Regions from separate parts of the Mus musculus genome. Here region 2 is linked to region 1. The links are chromatin contacts, called in public HiChIP or PLAC-seq maps. All regions are on one chromosome and are shown on one strand. Each heading gives the region's core, a stretch centred on a gene start, on an enhancer-like site or on the middle of the called end of the contact. The rest is flanking DNA. Distances are from core to core; before and after follow the strand shown.

Region 1 (6,525 bases), core at 1,187-3,686:
AAGAGAGCTTTTCCCCCTCTCACCAAGTCCTCCCGAACTCCCTCTCCCTCTTCGGAAGTCTGCAGCTCCTTCCCCAGGACGCAGTAGTTCTCTGGGCACCAAGGAGACCTAATGAAGATGAGTCAGCGCTGACTTCCCATCTGGCGGCCATACGGCTCATTTACCTCTGGTGTTTTTTTTTTTCGCAAACCCAAAGTGTTTTGTGGCTGGATTGAAAGTCTGTGGCCGACTTTTTGGTGTCTGTGTATGAACTTGAAATTAAGTGAGAACGTTCTTAACCAGTACGCTACTTATTTCCGAAGCCAATTTTCTTCAAGGAAAAGGAGCAGAATCGTAGCACCGGTGAGAATGGTGCTGAGCAAGCTGGGACATTTGTCCTGTCGTAGCACTAAGCTCCCGTTGGTGTTGCAAACAGCTGAAGAAAATCAGAACTCATTATTTCTAACAATTGTGACACACGTAAAAATGGATATTTTGGTTAATTTATGCTTTATAATGAGGCATTCATGGGAGAATACTAAAATGCAGTAACCAATAATAGTCCAGTGGAAAACTTCATGATTCTGGTAATGAAAGGTATGAAGGGCTATAATTATTCCAGTCATAAATTTTATCCTGGCTTCCTCTCATCCCCTTGACCCGTTTCCCTCCGCCGTAATGTTTCTTCCTTTGTAATGTTTCCTGTCCTATTCTTTGTCTTCTATTGTGATAAACACCATGACCAAAAACAGTCTGGGGAGGAAAGAGTTAATTTTGCTCATATGTGGCAGATCGCATTCCTGTCACTGAAGAAAGTCAAGGTCAAAACCTGCAGGTAGGAACTGGAGCAGAGACCATGGAGGTACACTACTTACTGGCTTGCTTACATGCTTTCTTCACACTGCTTTTTTGGACAACTCAGGCATACCCACCCAGCGGTGGTACCATTCACACTGGGCTTGTCCCTCTCCCATCAAATCTTTGATCAAGGACCTGCCTCACAGGCTTGCCTACTACTCAGTCTGAGTCTATATAATGGGAGTGTTTTTTCAGATCCTTCTTCTCAGATGACCGAGGCTTGCATCCAATTGACAAAACAAAGAACAAAACAAAGAACAAAACAAAACAAAACAAAACAAAAAAATCAATCAGCACATGTAATAGAATTTATTTTAACTATCATTTATTATCTGTCATGTAGAGTATGTCAGAAACACATGGATATGTTTGTGTCTCCCCACAACACCATGAATAATACATTCATAAGCAACATTGGCTTTGTTGGCAGCAGTTTGCCAACCGCTCTTGAATGTACCGTGTTAGCTGGCCAAAGCAAGTGCAGGTTCTTTTATCCTAATCATGGCTACTACTACTAACTCCTATATTCTATATTTTACATCACACTGTAAATACCCACCTATCTATCCTCTATGAACTTATGCCACTTATAGAAGATCAGAGGAAGAGAAGCTTTTCTTCTCTCACCCCCTGCCTCCAGTTACCCTAACCTCTCTGTTCTCTCAACACAGTATGAGACTTAGCAGTAGTAGGAAAGGGGTCGAAGCTTGTCTGGGATTCACTTAGAGAAGATACTTTTTGGAGGGTGTTATGTCAGAGTCAAGGTTTCTGCTAGGTCCACACCAGTATTGTCTGCTTTAGTCAACCTTCAGCTATGTACAGTGTCTGTTGTATGCCAGGGGCCAGAGATAGTGAAGGTCGAGCAAAATCAGAACTTGCCACATTTGTCCTCCTGTGTTTCTGTACCGAGCAAACCCAAGTTAAATCGGAATGGGTGAATAAGTTAAGGCTCTCCTTACATTTGTCTGATTACTAGGGCAGAACACTTACAAATTCAAAGGCTCAGCTTATTTTTTTCTTTTCTTTCTTTTTTTTTCATTTTAGGGGTGTGATGAAAGTTGATATAAGCCTTCAGAAAGTGGACATTGACCAATGTTCGAGTGATGGCTGGTTTTCAGGAACTCACAAATGCCACCTTAACAACTCAGAGGTAAGAATACAAGGATAAGATCCAAGGAAAACAGAAGTGAAGGCTTGGATGCCTCTCACACTTGTTTTATTTGCGTGGGCGAATGACCATGTGCATACTTCTGAGGAAAAAAAAAACGAGTCTGTGCAGATCTCAGTTCTGTCAAATGAACTGAAGGGAGGTGGGGGCAGGGAAACACAATTGTTGCAGAGGAACTGTTTGAGGGACTCTTAAGATGAGGCTACAAGCAAGGTTATGTCTGAAATGTGACTTTAATTAAAGGCTGAATTTATTCTCCAAAATGGGCTGGAAATATAAAACAGTCATGGAATGAGAGAACAGTCCCAGTGGGAACAAACAGATTAAGCGTCTCTTAATGGGCGGTGATGCTTATTGTCACATTTGTGGGATCTATTCAGACACATTGCCATCTGCTAAAAGGCTGTAGAGCAGGTGTGGCAGGGCAATTTGGAAAACAAGGAGAAAATTATACGCAGGAGCCTGGAGAGAGACTGGTTATAGTGTGTGTGCTTTCCTCTCACCATCCCATTGCTTGCTTGGGTGGGATTCTGGTTAATAAGAAGCAGAGATCAGCCTTCTGCACAGGCCCTTTTTTTCTTTTTTTCTTTTTTCTTTTTGTCCAGAAAAACACAATGACCTTGTCACTTGCCTTTTGTGGTTTCAGAGGAGAAATACTCTGACATACTAAATATGTTCTCAGTAATCTGTCTCTAAGGTCCAAAGATGCTGTGAAAAAGAACATAGTTCCAGTTTGCTGATCTTAAACACTTGGGATGTCCCAATGTTGACTCCATAAACTTGTAAGGAAAATTGGCTCAACTTGTTTTCAATAAGAGGGTGTTTCTACAAAGTCACAACCAACATCCTTAATTTGAACTTTTTCCAGTTCTGAATGACAGTTGTGCACAGTGCATATATATGGTTTCAAAGCAAGAACACTTAAGCCCGCAGGATGTTTGCCATTAAGTACTTCTTTTTGTCATTGCAACTATAGGTATACAGGTATATGCATCTACATATATGGATATATTCTCCTTGTATGTGCACCATGTGCACACCCAACAATTCCATGCTATTATAGATCACTCAGATACTCCCAAGATCACCACACTCCCAATAACCTTCCAAATTCTTCCACTCCCCTATCTGTCACATACACCTTTATCTACTCTCATGCTTTTTCTCAGTATCCCTTAAGTCTCCCTCCCCGAGTACCCCAATACCTCTATCATTTCCTATGTCTCTCTATCTATGGCACCTCAATCGTGTTACCGTGATACTACTTCGCCTCTTTGGTTCCTCACACCTGTTCCCAGACCTCTTCCACATCTGTATACCTTCATGTAGCCAACCCTCTGTAGCTCAATCCCATACCCTAGTGGGACTGTAGGATGTGTCTGAACCTTTTTGCTTTCTTAATTCACAAAAGATAAAATTCTCTTTCTATATTTATTACTCCTATGGTTTTGGGTATTTTTTTGAGTGGGGGGCTGGGGGGGGTTACTTCTCATTGGATTACTCTGGCAGTTCCAAAAATATAAATTTGAATTGATGATTGATAATTATCCTTAGTTTGGTTATTATCCCCATAACAATTACATTTGGGCACTTGCATAGTCTTTAGCTAGCATGGAATATATTTTTCCTGCTGGGTGTCCCACCGCGGTTACTGGTCTAAGGGTGACCATTTCTATGCAGTCTTGTTTCAGGGGGGTGCTGCGTTCAACAGTGTATCTAGAAGCAGAAAGATAGGCCATTTTTAGCTCATAATACTCTTTGTGTCATTTTGGTTTCTTTATAGCATTCATTCTTTTAACTGGATAGTTTTATTACCAACAACTGCGTTGAGAAAACTCATTTGTTTTCATTGTTTCCTCAATATTAATTTTCTGAGTCTTGTGTACTTTCAACACTTTCAAATAAGTTATATCAAGGAACTACTGTGTTTTATATCCTGGATGAACAAAGATTAGGTTGAAATATGTGGCTTTTAGAATTATATGTGGAAGTATTATATTTATTCAATTCATCGTGAAACTTTTTGAAAAGCATATTCTTTAGGACCAGTGGCAATTCAATGACTCATTTGTAAATACTGTAGCAAGAAGCTTAGTGGACAAACAATATCAAGAAGCTGAAATGAGGGGCTGAATAGAGGGCTCAGAGGTTAGAACACTGGCTGCTGAGCAAAGCCCCTGGATTCAGTTTCCAGCATACACAGAACAGCTCCTGTAACAGGTACTAAAGAGATTAGGGCCCAATTCTGGTCCCTGACAGTTCCAGACACATATGTGGTACACACACACATACAGGCAAAACTCTTAAACTCATAAACTTTTTTTGAGAGAGAGAGAGAAAAAAAGACAATGTATATTTTGCATTAGAACCTGGCTCTAAGCTCTGTGGCTTTTCCAGGTACTCAAGTTGAAAGGGATTTTGTTTATGACTGGTCCAGCTTGAGACACATGCCATGAGAAGGACTCCAGCCCTGACACTGCTTGGAGGGCCAGGACTCAGAGGCTAGATAACCTGGAGACCTAGGATAGAACCAAATACAACAGGAGAAAAAAGTCAATGAAATGACTCCTGAGAGGCTTCATCCAGCAACTGATGAAAACAGATGTGGAGACCCACAGCCACACATCATGTAGAGCTTGGGGAATCTTGTGGAAGGGTGGGAGGCAGGACTGTAGGAGCCGGAGGGCTCAAGGACATTACAATAAATACTGCAGAATAACTTACAGAATCAACTACCCAGGGCTCATAGGGCCTCACAGAGACTGAACCAACAACTGTGGAGCATGCATGGGACTGACTTAGTCCCTCTGCATATATGTTACAGCGGTATAGCTTGGTCCTCTGTGTGACTCCTTACAGTGGGAGCAGTGACTGTCTTTGACTTGTTGTGTTCTTTTGGTCAATGGTCCCCCTACTGGGTTGCCTCATTCAGCTTTAATAGGAGAGGAGGTGCCTAATCTTAACTGCAATTTGATATTCTATGTTTGGTTTATACCCACGAGAGGCCTGCCCTTCTCTGAAGGGAAATGGAGGAGAGGTGGATGGGACAGGAGGGGGAGGGGGAGAAAATGGGGGAGGGGGTTTACAAGGGAGGAGGGAGGTAAAAACATCATGGGGATATAATATATGAGAGAAGAATAGATTAAGGAAATTAAGGAAAAAGAAAGTAACGTGTTTTTGGTTCTGGGTTGGCCTCAGGATGTTCTTGGTGGGGTGGTGTATCTTACACAAGGGCTATTTGTCATGAAACTAGTCATGCTTCTCTGAGCTCCTCCAGGTGGTGTTGGTCTCTTCATGAAGCCGCGGTAGCTGCATATCACACCTGATGTCTAGGTCTTCGGAAGCCCTTCCAGGTCCTTCTCTGCTGGTGTGAATTGGAGTTTTTCTTGAAGAGTTCACTTTTTGGGAAAACAAAGAAAAATCTCCTGCTTGGAGGATTTTTTCATCTGCTGTGGTTTTCTTTTGTCCTGATCTTGTGATTCTAACTCCAGGGTCACTGTATAATCTGCCATTTACTGGAAAACAATAAGAGTCACATTTTTACTATGAAGATTTTATCTTTATGAATATGTATCGTTAGAAACCAGGACACCAATCACAGCTTGAAGTAGGTTCTATATTTTGCTAATGTTTATTATTCTCCTCCTGTTAATAGCAGAGGGATTTATACATGGTCAAGTCTTAAGCAGGACAAACTGCACTTTGTAATTTTCAGGGACTTTTCAACTCCTGAAACAAGATATCCGTAGAGCAGGGTCGATGTTGGAAATGGCAGACTGATGTGGGACAATGGCAGACACCCCAGAAGTACGGCTGAGTTCAGATAGCCAGGTCTGGAAGCAGCCTCACTCCAGGAACATAGCAAACAGGATTTGAGGCCACCTCTGAGGATGACATGCATGGTGATTCTTCTTAACTGACCCAATCCCTGCAGAATGGACTGGACCAAGCTTTCAGTATCACTTTAATTCTCAGCTGATTTTCCTACTGCTGCTATGAGCACACAAAATATTCTGTTGTACAGAAATACAAAATGAATTGATTTTCATTTTCAAAGTCTCCTTTTATGTATTTCTACTATAGCAATAAAGAAAAATTGAAAATGAAATTACTAAGACCATTGCTTTAAACTACTTGGTTATAGGGCTTTAATGAACATTAGGTGCCTCCTAAAATTTTAATATACAGAGTATACAATTTTTTATAATATTTATATATCTTTTTATAAACCAGGAAACATAAGTTGGCATAAAGATGGAGTACTTAGATGAAATTGGTATTATTTTGGAAAAGTAATATCTGTAATGACAGTATTACAGTAACTTGCAATGCTGTAAATTTTAAAAATATTTTTTGTAGATTTTTTGATAGAGAATGTTATAACCAATTCTTTTTTCTGTTTTGTTTTTTGTTTTTGTTTTTGTTTTTGTTTTTTTGAGACTGGGTTTCTCTGTGTAGTCCTGGCTGTCCTGGAACTCACTCTGTAGACCAGGCCTCGAACTTAGAAATCTGCCTGCCTC
Region 2 (6,441 bases), core at 2,200-4,699, 520 kb after region 1:
ACTTATAGCCTATACTGTATAAACTGCGGTGGGAGGTGAGGCATGAGAAATGCCCAATCAACAAAGGCTCTATGGGACTTTCTTACTCCCTTACTGTATTTCATGAATTATGTAGGATGATAGTCACTGAACTGAAGAAGCCAAAACGTTTGATTTATCCTCCCCTTCTCTAAGAAGACACGTACAGATTCTAAATTCTTCAGCTTTGCCTTTGATAGATCATGAAGAAAACAATTACCAAGACTAGGCTAAGCAAGGACAGAGTTAATGAAAACCCTCTGCTTGTGTGTGTCAGGGCTATATACTACAACACCAGCTATGATGTGTTCAGCAGCAGACATAATTTCAGAGAACTGAGAGGCTTAGATCAAGGGCCAAATACTACACAGGAACAAAATAAGATTTTCAAATCTATTCACCGAAGTCGTACTCCCATAAGACTTGAACTCCCATTGGAGCAATGCCAGAGAAGGCTTTGCTTCTTCCTGAGTCATGGACTCAGTTGTTTCATGTGCTTCATCTAAAAGATCCTGACAGAGAGTAAAAGATTATTTAAGCCCCTAGACCTGTGTCCAAAATAGCACCATTGTTCCAGGATGTCAGGTGTTTGTGTTTTTTGCCAGGTGTTTGCAGTTTTGCCTTTATTGCCCAATGCCGGGTGTTTGTGGTTTGTGTGTCTATATAAGCCTCTTACCCCTTGAGCTTATTGTGGACTCCTCTACCCCTGCGTGGGATACAAGTCATCCCCAGTGCACTGGTCTTGTTTGTCTGTGTGTCTCGTCCTTTGTTTTCCTGACCCCTTGGGTTCGTGGTCGACTCCTCTACCCCTTTGCGGGATACGAGTCGTCCCCAGTGTACTGATCTTTCCTGAATAAACCTCTTGCAATTTGCATCAAGACCATTTCTCGTGAGTGATTTGGGGTGTCGCCTCTCCTGAGTCAGAACATGGGGAAGTCCTCACATTGTGGATCTTTCACATCTCTGACAGTATATAGCATTCAGAAATAAACAAGTAAATAAACAAGGTGTCCTGATTTGAAATATCACCTAGATTATTTAAATCTCAGGGCTCTATCATCTCCACCCACTACAATCAAAAAAGTTGTGTTCAGTTAATCCAGCTTTAATGTTTCAGTTCTCATCATGTAGACCTGAGGAAAACACAAAGGACTTGGGATAAATGCACATGTGTAGTAGCTACCTGATCCTGCCATTTTCTTTTCATTCCCTTCTTCCCTGTTGAGAGGAAGCCCTACAGAGGCATGACAATGTCTCCCTGAATGGAGTGGTAGACCCTGTCAACCCAGCCCAGCTAAGCTCCCAGCCAGCAGCCAGCAGGTCTCTCACTCAGTTAGGTCATTTTGAACCTCCTAGACATTCCATAACTCCAGCCAATCACGGGAAAGGAAGAGCTACTGGTGAGACACTGTGTATTGTTACTGACTCATGCCACCGAGGTAGCATGTGGTTTGCCATGCAATAGTGAAGTAAGTCAAACAGCATGGAGACACTGGTGGAAACAAATCCCTTCATTAGTATGAAGAAGCAATCTCAGAGATATGGACTGGCTTGATATATGTGGAGGCTTCCTCCCATTGAGACTACTTTTCAGATCATCATGGGAAGGGATTAGAAAACCAATCTGAGTCCCAACCACAGACCTTCAAAACAAACAAACAAGCAAACAAAAAAACAGTAGCATGGAATGACCCAAGGTTCTAGCTGGTGCCAACCTCAGGTTGGCAGCAGGGGCAACCCTCATCTGATGGCCCACATTTTAAAATGATACCTGACACTTCCTGAAGGTCACAAAGCTTCACCTCTGGGAAATATTGCTGGGGGCTGGATTTGAAGGACACTTGGTACTCTACCATAGGCGTCTCTAAGGAGTCCCAGTTATTGGTGAGCAACCAACTGATCGAATCCAAAGGAACAGATCCAAGCAAGAGAAAAAAAAAAATCTGGAATTCTTGCAGCATCCAATACTCACACAAAAAAAAATCTCATCTTGAACTTCCTCATCCTCCCTGGATCTGTGGATTTCTTGGACTGTTCTCACCGTAGTACTGAACTAGACCATGTTCTAGGATAACATGGCTCTGTCATGGATCTCAGCAAGCACCCAGATAGTTCTTGGAGCAAAGATTGTGGGTGAACAAGGCTAAATCTAAATCATCATGCTGCAGCGTTAAAAGCTGTCCTTCCCCTCTACCCCCTCATTCTTACTCCCCCAATTCCCACCCCCCTCTACCCCCCTCAGCTAGCAAGGAATACCTGTTTTATTAGGCGAAGGAAATTCATGTGAAATAAACCATTCAAAGCTATCGGAGTTTGGTGTCGTGTACAATACATGACCTGAGGTTTGTATGCACATAAAAACTGTTCGGTAGTGGGCTATTTTTCTTTTGAAATTTGCCACTTTGTATGGTGACCTTTTCCTTAGGTGACAGTTGGAGGAACTTTTAGTTCTAAATGTAGTGATTAGGTTGTGAAGTTGGCATATCAAAATTATAATATTGGATTTCTATTTTTAAGTGACTGTAAAAAGACTCTATTCCAACAAGAGGCGAAACAAATTGGCATTCTTTATAAAATAAATGTGGGTTGTAATGACCTTCCTTGACAGAACAAAATGTGGATGAAGGAGATGGGGGAGAGGCTGTTAGAACGTGAGGACGCAAGAGTAATGTTCAGTCAATTTGGGAGATTCTGAAAGACAAGGAGGCATCTGCATCTTCCCCCCCCCCCCACCCGCCCACCGACCCGACGCATGGATTTTAGGATCTCTCTATCTCCAGGAGGTCTGAAGACATCACCAAAACACTGAGGGCCTAGGAGTGGAAACAGAACACAACAAATAACCTTGTATTTAGTAGCTAATGAGTTGGAGCAAAATGCTGTAGGTACTTTCTACAGTATCTTGTTTTCTCAGCTCAGTTGTTTGCAATTTTATCTGCAAAGAATAAGATTTTCCAGCAGGTGGCAGCAGACATCTTTTAAGAAAGAAAAATTATTTAGATTACATTAAATGGAGAAAGAGCAAAGGCAGGGGGTGAGGAGGGGTGGGAGGGTGAGGGATGGAAGAGTGGAGGGAGCGGCAAAGAGAGAAAGCGCAAGACAGTGGAGCAGTGGACTCTAGAAAACACCGCTCTTCTCTTCTCAGAGGAAAGCGGAGTGCATGCCACTTACACCATCTCCTGTTTCGTGTCCTTGTTGGGAGGAATTGCTTATATGAGGTGTTACATGAATGGCACATGCCGAAGATATGGCGGTTGAGGTGGGGTGGCGGAGGTTGGAGCACAGAGAGCCAGCCCTGATTCTAATACCCTGGGAACGCATGGACTAGCTGCAGACACTGGTCCCTTCTGGCTTCCCCCTCTGACCTGCTTTCAAAGACACCCACTTCCCTGTTCCTCCAGGCTATTCTGTATGCAGGAAGCATCCCAGTCTGGCTCCTGGCTCCAAAACTGGACACCCCCGCCCGCTTCCCCAGGCAGCCAATTTAGCCTGCTTGTCCTCCTTGCCTTTCTGGGTTGGCGGTTGCCATGGCAACCTCCAAGGCTCTTCGGGCTTTCTTACTGACTGACCAGGCCTGGAAAACCGTTTTGGAATCGACAGTGCTGTATTTGTGGGGAATTTTAATGAAAGAGCAGCCTGACCTAGCTTCAGTGTTGCACTGTGGAAAATGGCAGGGGCGTGAGGGGCTGCTGAACTGTAAGGGGCAGCAGCTGCCAGAAAGATGGACCGCTTGGGAGAGACTAGAGAGAGAGAGCAATGCCCTTTGTTATTGCTTCATCTTCAGGAAGAAGGGGTCCTTGTCACAACTAGTGGAGCAATTCCCCAACACAGTAGGGGCATTTAAAGACACCCGAGCAAAGGCAGTTCTTTCTCTAGGTTTTAATAAAGGTGTAAACTTAAGCTTATTTTCATTCATGAAACAAAACAAGCATTTCCACAGGTAAATGTGGGGGAAATGGCTCTGACAATTTAGACTTGAAGCTTACCTCTGTTGCACATTTTGATTTTTCCAATTTCCAAACGTTCTGAGACAGGCAGCCTCTTCGGCACTCTCAGTGAATCCCCCTCTTCCTTCAACACAGCCTGGCCTCACCAGTTTGCTTCAGAAGACAAAAATACAGCAACAATGATGGGATGCCACTTTTACAATGAGGTGCAACTAAAAAGTGGGTTTTAAATTTTGTGTCTCCCAATACCCTGTCACTAGAATCCCTGACTGCCACTCCATGAGGACAGTCAGGCAGCTATGATAGTACCCACATGACAAGAATTGAAGAGAGGCTCTGATCCCAGTTTTGCCTCAGGATGACCCAGTTTTTCTGCTGGTGGCTTCACTTCTCTCTAATGAGGGAACAAAAGCCAGAGGCTCCGGCTGAGCTACAGCTGGAACCTCAATCCACAGAAAATAAATTGTCATCTCAAGCCAGCACATTCCGGGAGTCTCAGTTAAACAGAAATAGGTATCTAATAGAGTCATTTGTGTGGGTTTCCATGTTTTGGACTGTTGGGAGTATGTGTTCTTAGGATCTCTCTGGTTGTGTACTTAATTCCAGGCTTATCACTCACATCTCTAAGAAGCAGGAGGCAGGTCACCAACCCTCAAGTTTCAGTTTCCTCATCATGTAAGTTGATACAGTGTCCCTCGTTATCTGTGAGAGATTCTCCCATGATCCTCCTATGATATGCAAATGCATGGGTGCCCAAGTACCTTACATAGATGGCATTGTATTTGAATATAAGATGTGAACATTTACACACAGGCTTTAAATCACCTCCACAACTGCTTATAATAGTCAATATAATGGAAATGCCACATAAGTAGATACACTACAATATTGTTTAGGGAATAGTGATAAGAAATCTGCACATACAAACTAGAAATGCAATTTTATTTAAATTTTGTTTAATATTTGAGTAGATTCATAGATGCAGAGCACATAGACACTGGGGTCTGGCTTTACTTGTAAAGGTTTTGAACATAGTGAAAAGAAAATGCTTGGTAAACTAGTTATAATCACTACTGAATACAAATCATTCACATTTCCAGTACAGCTTTCTCTATATCTACAGCAATTACTTATCTCAGTGACTGAGTTGCTGACCAAACCAGTACCATTTATCTATTGCAGATAGATTCTAAAAAGAGTCATGCAGACACATGGACTAGGGTTTTACAAAGATGCTGTGATCCTTGAATCTTTTTAATTCTGTAAGGTCTGTGAAGACTGTACTGAGAAAGCCATAACCTGGGCAGCCAGGCTGGCCTACAGACACCAGGGAGAGACTTCTGGAAAGCTGGTCATTCTAGAAATAGGTGAGATAACTATGTCTCTGATGAACTGGATTGAAGCAATTGGGCAGCATCATGGTGGTATGCCATTGGAAGCCAGGGCCTACATATTGTGATGGCTGATACTCTTACATCACAGATACATTTAAGGAAGGTTACATTAGGGAATAGAATTTCCTGAAATTCCATTTATACACCAAGAACAATCTAGGAAGGCCTTTGCAAAGTTTCATTTCAGACAGTCTAGCCTTGTGACTAACTCCAAGAAAACTTTGTTGAAAACCCTTTATTGTAAAGATCCTCTGAGGATCATGGGTACTTGGCATATTTTAAATCTAAAATACATTTTTGTTTGTTTGTTTGTTTGTTTGTGACAGTCTCACTCTAGACCCAGTCTGGCCTAGAACTCAGGATCCTCCTTCCTTAGCTTTCCAAGTACTAGAATTACAGGTCTGCCCCATCACCCCAACACCTAAACCTGAAATACTTTGAAAGTTAACAATTTTCTTGAAAGAGATAAGGAAATAGTGAAAGAAAATGATAACAAAGAAAGAGAAAAGAAAAGGGAGAAGAAAGGGCTGTCAGTGAACCACATGACATCAGTCAGGAAGCCTTTGCTTCATTGACTTATGGGACCAGCACCATTACTACCACCTCATTAGCATGTGCTGCCTGCATTCTCTGCATCAGACACTGAGTCATCTTCAGCCACATGCTCAGAGGTCAGCAACTGGTGTCCCAGGATAGGATAAGCATCCCAGAACAGGCAGTCATGGTCTTACAGCACTTACTTAGGCAGACCCCTATGTGTCAGGCCACTTCAGGCAGAATGCTTGCTGCATATGCACAGCCCATCAACTCATGCACACAATGCTTATACACTTCTATCCCAGGAGACACTTCAAATAGGAATCTTCAGAACTCACAGAGCTCGGGCCTGGTCATCCTGACTCAGCTGTTTGCTCCGCTGCTAACCAGTGGGAACTCGATCGTCTTTCCTCTCCTGACTGCATCTTCCCAACACTAAGTTGAAAGGTTACTTTCCATTCTCCAGTACCCAAAATCAAAACAGCAAGATTTCTGGCTGTCTTTTTCTAAACTTCCAACCCAAAGTTTTGAAAGAGGAAAGAAAA

Evidence for each region. HiChIP or PLAC-seq counts read pairs in DNA pulled down with a chosen protein or histone mark.
Region 2: an H3K27ac HiChIP or PLAC-seq map of VIP interneurons shows a contact between it and region 1, with 9 times the contacts expected there. The contact joins two enhancer-like sites. A contact is called at or near these places in 3 of 484 Hi-C or Micro-C datasets (olfactory sensory neurons and uterus) and 7 of 115 datasets of contacts at active chromatin or transcription factors (VIP interneurons, astrocytes, bone marrow-derived dendritic cells and 2 more).

What each region holds. Positions count from the first base shown.
Region 1 is chr2:21,397,440-21,403,964 of GRCm38.p6, forward strand. It overlaps Gpr158 (G protein-coupled receptor 158), which reads left to right. Exons shown (of 11, transcript NM_001004761.1): 2 at 1,882-1,987. Among named protein-coding and RNA genes, the nearest start is that of Gpr158, 33 kb to the left of the region's middle. Within about 2 kb of position 2,437, at least 7 of the 459 cell types and tissues checked have an H3K27ac peak or open chromatin away from gene starts, as enhancers often do. A contact at or near this core is called in VIP interneurons, where this site is marked.
Region 2 is chr2:21,914,957-21,921,397 of GRCm38.p6, forward strand. It overlaps Gm39767 (a long non-coding RNA gene), which reads right to left. Exons shown (of 6, transcript XR_866004.1): 4 at 4,005-4,118. Among named protein-coding and RNA genes, the nearest start is that of Gm39767, 46 kb to the right of the region's middle. Within about 2 kb of position 3,450, at least 113 of the 459 cell types and tissues checked have an H3K27ac peak or open chromatin away from gene starts, as enhancers often do. A contact at or near this core is called in VIP interneurons, where this site is marked.